2 separate regions of the Mus musculus genome follow, and region 2 is linked to region 1. Evidence: chromatin contacts called from public HiChIP or PLAC-seq data. All regions are on one chromosome and are shown on one strand. The core of a region is the stretch at or near the end of the contact, and the rest is flanking DNA. Distances in the headings are between cores, read along the strand shown. Region 1 holds the start of Dusp22 (dual specificity phosphatase 22). Region 2 holds the start of Foxq1 (forkhead box Q1).

Evidence for each region. HiChIP or PLAC-seq counts read pairs in DNA pulled down with a chosen protein or histone mark.
Region 2: an H3K4me3 HiChIP or PLAC-seq map of embryonic stem cells shows a contact between it and region 1, with 4 times the contacts expected there. The contact joins the promoter of Foxq1 here to the promoter of Dusp22 in region 1. A contact is called at or near these places in 2 of 39 promoter capture datasets (embryonic stem cells and hippocampal neurons), 3 of 484 Hi-C or Micro-C datasets (all in embryonic stem cells), 3 of 115 datasets of contacts at active chromatin or transcription factors (the NIH/3T3 cell line, embryonic stem cells and pancreatic cancer cells) and 1 of 9 other capture datasets (embryonic stem cells).

The regions. Positions count from the first base shown.
Region 1 is chr13:30,658,217-30,662,052 of GRCm38.p6, forward strand. Dusp22 (dual specificity phosphatase 22) reads left to right here and starts at 1,843. Exons shown (of 7, transcript NM_001037955.4): 1 at 1,843-1,930. The coding sequence starts at 1,910. It overlaps Gm35158 (a long non-coding RNA gene), which reads right to left and starts at 1,827. Exons shown (of 3, transcript XR_382157.3): 1 at 1,235-1,827.
Region 2 is chr13:31,556,439-31,560,274 of GRCm38.p6, forward strand. It overlaps Foxq1 (forkhead box Q1), which reads left to right and starts at 1,732. Exons shown (of 1, transcript NM_008239.4): 1 at 1,732-3,836. The coding sequence starts at 2,479. The coding sequence ends at 3,681.

The DNA.
Region 1 (3,836 bases), core at 593-3,092:
ACTCTAAATTTTTAAATACTTTTCTTCACATTTTTTGTTTACTATTTATTTTTATTTATCTATTAGGGTGTGTGTGTGTGTGCACTCATAACTATGGTCAGAGGACAACTTACAAAACTTGGTTCTCTCTTTCCACTGTGTGGTTGTCAGGGACAAAATTCAGGTCATCTGGCTTGGCAGTGAGTAACTTTCCCAGCTAGGCCAGCTCAACAGCAGTTCTTTTTTTCTGGCTGGCTTGCTTGTTTGTTTGTTTGTTTGTTTTTAGAACCTCCCCACTGGTTTCTCAGCCAAGATCCCCATTAATTATTTTGGCATATGTTTAGTCTATGTTATGCTAGCTTCTGCCCCAGAAGACATATGACTAAGTAGTGAATAAGACAGAAAGACCTCTTTCAGGAAGTTATTAGCTTATGAGATAGGTCAATATTAAGCAATTAAGTATAATTTCTGATCCTAAGTGTATGAAAAAAATATGACACAGTAATGTCATAGGTACCTGGAGTATATCTTATAAACTGGATGCTTTAGTTGAGAGAAGAATCTATGGGGAGATGACCTTTGTACTAAGACCTCAAAAAAGCTATGCAAAGAATTGGGCGTTGAGATGTCAGTAACACAGGACCCTGTGTAAGATCAAGCCTAGGATGTCTAAGAAAAAACAGAGCAGCCCCTGGGGCTGATTCCAGGAAGGGGGAGGGTGATCTAAGGCCAGCAGAATTGGGCTTGAAACATGGCATTATCTTCATTCAACAAGTACTGGCATCTACTGGGTGTAGGGCGTTGTCAAGAATACAAAATGGAAATGAGAAACCTTTAGTTCAGTGGTTCTCAATCTTCCTAATGCTGTGACTCTTTAATATGGCTACTCATAACTTGGTGACCCCCAACCATAAAATTATTTTCATAACTGTAATTATTTTCATAACTGTAATTTTGCTACTGTTTTAAATAGTAATGTTAAGTATCTGTGTTTTCTGAGGGTCTTGGGTTACCCAAGTGAAAGGGATGTTCAAACCCCCAGGTCTTAGTGCCTATAAAGGAAATTAAAATTTTACCAAGGATAAGCCAGGCACGGTGGTGCACACCTTTAATCCCAGGTGCACACCTTTAATCCCAGCACTCGGGAGGCAGAGGCAGGTGGATTTCTGAGTTCGAGGCCAGCCTGGTCTACAAAGTGAGTTCCAGGACAGCCAGGGCCAGGGCTACACAGATGTCTCGGGGAAAAAAAAATTACCAAGGATGATAGATGGCCCACATGCTAGAATGCATGCACACGCTAGACAAAACCGCAGTGCAGGTACGTGGGGGCTTTCTGGGGGTAGTCATTGCAACACACTGCCCTGAAAAAGACCATTTAGAGACAGTTGGGTTCCTCTCCTCGACCAGGGTCACGTCTCTGCAGAGGTGAGTCACCTAGCCCACCTTTCCCAGAGCATGCTCCTTCTCGGTCTGAGTTGGGTGGGGCAGGGCCCACAGGAATCCCCCGCCTTGTTGGCTCAGAAAACCCAGACAGGGGAGCCCCTCTAACAGGGGAGTCAAGGCCTGAGACACTGCCCGTAACTGGCACCAGGGAGCCCCAGGGGAAACCGCCTTTAGGGACTTGGGGACCCCCCTACCGCTGCGCCTGCCTCCGTCCACCCCACCCCCCACCCGGCGCGCGTGCGCAAACTGCAGGGTTGTAGGCTGGGGCTCATGCGCGAGCACGAGCGCGTGCGCGCTGGGCGTCCGGCCGCGGGGGCGAGGGCCGCTGTCCCCGACGTCCGCACGGCCGGACAGTAATGCCGCGTCCCGGGTGGAGCGCGCAGCGAGCGCCGCCCTGGCGCCGCCTCCCGCTGCCCCGCCCGCCTGCCCGCCCGGCTGCGCGCCCGGTCTCCTCCCGCGAGCGCGGAGCGGCGAGCCCGGCGCGGCCATGGGGAGTGGGATGAGCCAGGTAACGTCCGGTCCCGGCCGCACCCTCTTTTCTGCAGCCTCCGCAGCCCTGACCCGCACAGCGTGCCCCTTTGAGAGCGGGGGACCCATGCTGGAGCTGGTCTGTCTCCCTCCCCTGAGACCGGGCCCCTTGACGTCTGCCACCCACAGCATTGGTGAACCGGGCCAGATGGGCGGCTTCTGTAATTTCCTCTTTTCCCCAGATTTGTGTGCGCGTGCACAGATAAGCCACTCTGGTGGGGGAAGTTCACGGAAACCCTAGAACTGACATGGCTTTCGGTGTCTGGAGCTGGTTGACCCTGGGTTGTGGGGCTTCCTTAGGGCAACCTGTTGGCTGGCTGTTGTGGCCGCAAGGCCTTCTAGAAACTCTTTCTTTGCCCCTGTGGTGGCCCAAACCTTCTGGGCCGGTTTTCTCACCCCTACCCCCTAGATTGAGGATGATCTGGCGGTGACAGTCCTCCGGGTTCTATTTGTGTCAGTCTCAAGGTTAAGGAACTTGCTGGTTCAAAGAGAAATCTTACTAAGGCTCTGGATGCCCAGGACTAAGACAAGTACTTCTACAAGTATTTTAAATGGTCCTGGGTTTGGTTAGCTTCTGGTGTTACCCCCCATCTTGTCTCCACTTACTTTATCCATCATGTTTATAGGTTCTAACGGTGTGGCTCGCTTTCTCCCCTTCTTTCTTCACCCTTTCACATTTGTCTCTGCTTTGTGGCGAGGGGCTCTGCAGTGGTTTAGTTACTTCCATGGGAATGATTATTGAGGCAGAGATCCAAGACCGAGGAGGGAACGAACATGTCTTTGATGGAAGCCTGCATGCTCCTTGCACAGTCTCCATGTTTTTGTGCGTTGTGACTTTTGTGTGTTGGTGACTAGGATTTTATTATTTTATTATTATTATTATATTATTATTATTATTATTATTATTTTCGCCAGTGATCAAATTTGAAACAAACTCCCTCTCATGAATATATGCTTGTATTATGTTCCCATTAGCACAGGGATCAGTCATCGCTCTGAGCTTTCTGCTTTTAAAATTAGACCGGTTGAAGATGTCCGCCTGGGGCTGACAGACTCTGCTTGCTTTCCCTTGACATTTCTAGTTGGCGCCACTGTTTACTGTCCCTTTCTGCATTTGGTTTCTAGTATTTTATATTCTAATTGAAAGAATGGGTTTAGGTATACAAGTGATTGATTGCCTAAGGGATATTCTTTTCATACTTCTCAGCGAAGGTGGCAGTATTCATATCCACATTGTGCTATTTACTTCTTATAGTAGATTCCTTGACTATTTTATTATCATAACCAGCTTGTACAGACACAGTTTCTAGTGTAGAGATGGAAAACTATACGGACAGAGAAATGTAGATGTTCAGTGGTTCAATACTTACAGTCTGTACTGAATATATGTTAGGTGTAGTGCTTTTGGGAACAGAGGGAGGAAAGCCAGCAGAAAGGACCAAGAAGTCTGTTACAGACCTCCTCAATGTAGGACACTGCTTGTTCAGTACAAATATAATGTGAACCAGATACATCATTTACATTTTCCTAGTGAAATTTCTTTGAAGAGTTAGAACAGATGATCACCATGTAAAGAATATTATTAAACTGAGAATATTTAAAGTATTTTAACACGCAACCAATAAATAAATTATTTATGCAATACCTTTTTTTTTTTTCCCTGTGGAGTCTTAAATTCTCATTAGGTACTTGCTACATTTTAAATGCTCAAAAACCAACCATTGGCTAACAGGCGCTGCCTACCCCAGATTACTATGTCCCCATACCCGTGTATGGGATGGATGGGGCTAGGGGAGTTTATCAGGCTCTAAAGATAACTTCTAGTGTGTAAGCAAAGTAGATGTCATCCCAAAGGAGGGTAATCTTCAGCCCAGGCAAAAGCTCCC
Region 2 (3,836 bases), core at 482-2,981, 900 kb after region 1:
CACCCCAGCTGAGAATTCTCCATCCTCCTCTCCTCCCCCATCACAAGCTCCAAACCCAACAGTCAGCTTAATAGGGACGAGGAATAGGCATTTCCTCGCCTAACCAAGATCAAGGTAAGGAGAGTATCTGCTGCAGCTAGTGAGAGGTGGTGACGGATGAAGTGCGGGACTGGCAGTGAGGTGGACTGGCAGTGAGTGGATTAGCAGCCACTGGTGTTCCTAGGCCTGGAATCTCCCTATTGCCTATTGCCTATTGAGTCTTAACCCTCCTAAATGTATCTCCTCCATAAAACAGGCACGCTGAGTTCAAATAAGGACAACCTTCATTAACAATGTCTTTTATCCCTGGCCAAATCAATGCTTTGTCACCTTGCACTGGGCTAATTCTCATCCCAACGCACTCCCCTGGCCAGGACCTAGGGACCATCCATTTGCGGGCAGGAGCTAAGAGGAACCCCTTGAAAGAGGCTGTTTTTCGAGGCTGGAGGAACGCACCACGTGGTAAACAGTTACTCCCTGCATACTACAAAACATCAGATTCCTGCTGGCTGTCAAGATGCCCACTGCATTCTGAGCGCCTTTACGGCTTCTTGACTTAAGAGAAGAGAAGCTTGTGTATGCTTTCCACACAAATGGTGGAAAGTAATAAAATAAACTTCAAACATGCTCTCCCACATAGTCGCAGCCTCAACATTATTCGCAACAAAAGCAGGAAGAAGGAGGAAGCTGGCGTGGTAGGCATAGGGTCAAAAGTGCACCCTTCCTAGTGCAAGGCCCCTTTCCTTGGAGAACTGACACAGAGTTGTCAGGGAGTCGGAGGAGTTGCAGAAGAGGCCTCCTTTCCTGTTTGACACCCGTGCCACTAAAGCCAAGGCAAGTTCTAGAGCACAGTTGCAGACAAATAGCGATAAACACGCCTTGCCTTTGCCTCATGCCCCAAGGAACACACATCCTCCCGTGATTCTTGTTGATTGCTAGACCCGGGCACTGCATGGCTGTGGGCAAAGCCCACGTCACAAGACTTCGGAAGGGACTCAAGGCAGGCAGAGCCGGGCACCTCTCTTGCAAAGCGGCCTCCCGGTAAAAGTATGGGGCGTTGCCTCCTTCCCCCCAGAGCCTCCAGCCAGGTATGACAAAATAAAAGTGAAAGTCGGAAGCCGGCTAAGAAACAAGAGGCACGATCAACCAAAAAGAATCATAGAATTTCAAGCTCGTGGTTTTTACTTGTTACAAGGGGTAAAGTTGGCCATAGAGAGGAAGTAAGAGGAAGGGCACGAAAGAGGTCAATGCAAAGGCTGTTCCACGGGGTGTCTGCAGTTCAGCGATTCAATTATCACCAGGGATTTCCTTTCCTAAGAATATTGGCTCTCCTTGCCAAAAAAATCCGCAGGCTGCACGCAGCGCGCAGCTCAGGACGGCGGCCAGACCTATGCAACCAGTCCCTCGGCCTAAGCCCTTTTAGGTGTCTCTCTGGAGCGTCCAAAAAGTGTCAGCTCTACCAGGTATAGGAGAGCAATCGTCTTGGTGAGTCCGGGGGGCGCAGAAACCCACTCGGTGGCCGCGGGAAGCCAGAAGCTCCTACCTGCGCAGCGGGGCGGGCGGGGCAGCCGCACAGGCGCGCACACTCGCGCGCACACCCTAGCCGTGCGCTCGCTCCCCATTGGCGAGACCGAAAGGGCGGGGCCGGCCAGACCCAAAACAAACAACCTGCGCCCGCGGAGACTCTGTGGCCGCGCCGCCGCGTGGCCTCGGCCTGATGAACGCCTTGGGGGGAGCCGCGGCCACCTCGGCCACCTAGTTCCCCCACCCCCTGGCCGTGGGCGCCCAGGCCCCGCCCGCGCGGAGCCGCCGCAGGGTTATATTGGGCCGGACCGAAGGTGGAGGCGAGATTCTGCTGCGGCCGGCCAGCGCGGACATGCTGCCCGGGAAGCCGGGGGTGGCAAGGCGGCTGCGGGTGCGGCGGCCTCGAAGACTCCTTTCTATGGGCTCTCGAGGCTGAAGACGTCCTATCCTCAAAAGTAGCGGGTGCGCCAGCAGACGTCAGGTCGGTGCCTGAGACCTAGACATCCAGCGAAGGAACACTTTTGGACGCCCAGACCGATAGCATAAGCGCCGGCTCGGTCCTCCCAGCACGAAATCCTAAGGCTGGTGTGTCCTGGCCCCCGCTTCGCAGGGTGGCCCCTCATTCCTCGCTTGTCTTCCGCTCAAAGTCTCTAAACCTCGGAGTAAGGACAGCACTGCACCAACTTCTATCACTCCACTCCTCACTTCACCCAACAATCAAAACCCCTCCCAAAAAAAATCCCAGCGGAGGAGAACCTTTCGGAAAAGCGTCTCTCTCGGAAAGACGCAGGAGCGGTCCCTCCCAGGAGAAGACAGACTCAGCGGGCCACGGGATCGCCACTCCGGGCGCCACTCGCTTCCTACGACCTCGCAGGAAAGGGGTAACTGTGCCGGACTGGAAGCACCAGCGCCGGCATGAAATTGGAGGTGTTCGTCCCACGCGCAGCCCACGGGGACAAAATGGGCAGCGATCTGGAGGGGGCCGGCAGCAGCGACGTGCCATCTCCACTGTCCGCGGCTGGTGACGACTCCTTAGGCTCAGACGGGGACTGTGCAGCCAACAGCCCGGCGGCGGGCAGCGGCGCCGGGGATCTGGAAGGTGGCGGCGGCGAGAGGAATTCGAGTGGCGGGCCGAGCGCCCAAGACGGTCCGGAGGCAACTGATGACAGCAGAACGCAGGCCTCCGCGGCAGGGCCGTGCGCGGGCGGCGTGGGCGGCGGCGAGGGCGCGCGCAGCAAGCCGTACACGCGGCGGCCCAAGCCCCCATACTCCTACATCGCTCTCATCGCCATGGCCATCCGCGACTCCGCGGGCGGACGCCTGACACTGGCCGAGATCAACGAGTACCTCATGGGCAAGTTCCCCTTTTTCCGGGGCAGCTACACGGGCTGGCGCAACTCCGTGCGCCACAACCTCTCGCTCAACGACTGTTTCGTCAAGGTGCTGCGCGACCCCTCGCGGCCCTGGGGCAAGGACAACTACTGGATGCTCAACCCCAACAGCGAATACACCTTCGCCGACGGGGTCTTCCGCCGCCGCCGCAAGCGCCTCAGCCACCGGACCACAGTCTCCGCGTCCGGGCTGCGGCCGGAGGAAGCCCCACCCGGACCTGCCGGGACCCCGCAGCCCGCGCCCGCCGCCCGCTCCTCCCCGATCGCGCGCTCGCCGGCTCGCCAGGAGGAGCGCTCCAGCCCTGCGAGCAAGTTCTCCAGCTCCTTCGCCATCGACAGCATTCTCAGCAAGCCTTTTCGCAGCCGCCGCGACGGCGACTCGGCTCTGGGGGTGCAGCTACCCTGGGGCGCCGCTCCCTGCCCGCCGCTGCGCGCCTATCCCGCGCTCCTTCCCGCGGCGCCCGGTGGCGCTCTGCTACCGCTCTGTGCTTACGGCGCAAGCGAGCCTACGCTGCTGGCGTCGCGCGGGACCGAGGTGCAGCCCGCGGCGCCCCTTCTGCTGGCGCCCCTCTCCACCGCGGCTCCAGCCAAGCCATTCCGAGGTCCGGAGACCGCCGGCGCGGCGCACCTGTACTGCCCCCTACGGCTGCCCACGGCCCTGCAGGCGGCAGCGGCCTGCGGTCCCGGTCCGCACCTGTCCTACCCGGTGGAGACTCTGCTAGCTTGACAGGAGCTCTGTGCTCAGCAGAAGGGGTGCTGAGCAGGGTGGAGTTGGGGGCGCCTTTTGTTGAGGAGGTTGGAATGTGGGCTCTAGGGCTGTGCACTTTCCACTTTCCGGAGGAATAGAGTTTTTCTTTTTTTCAACTCTCCATCAAATGTGCC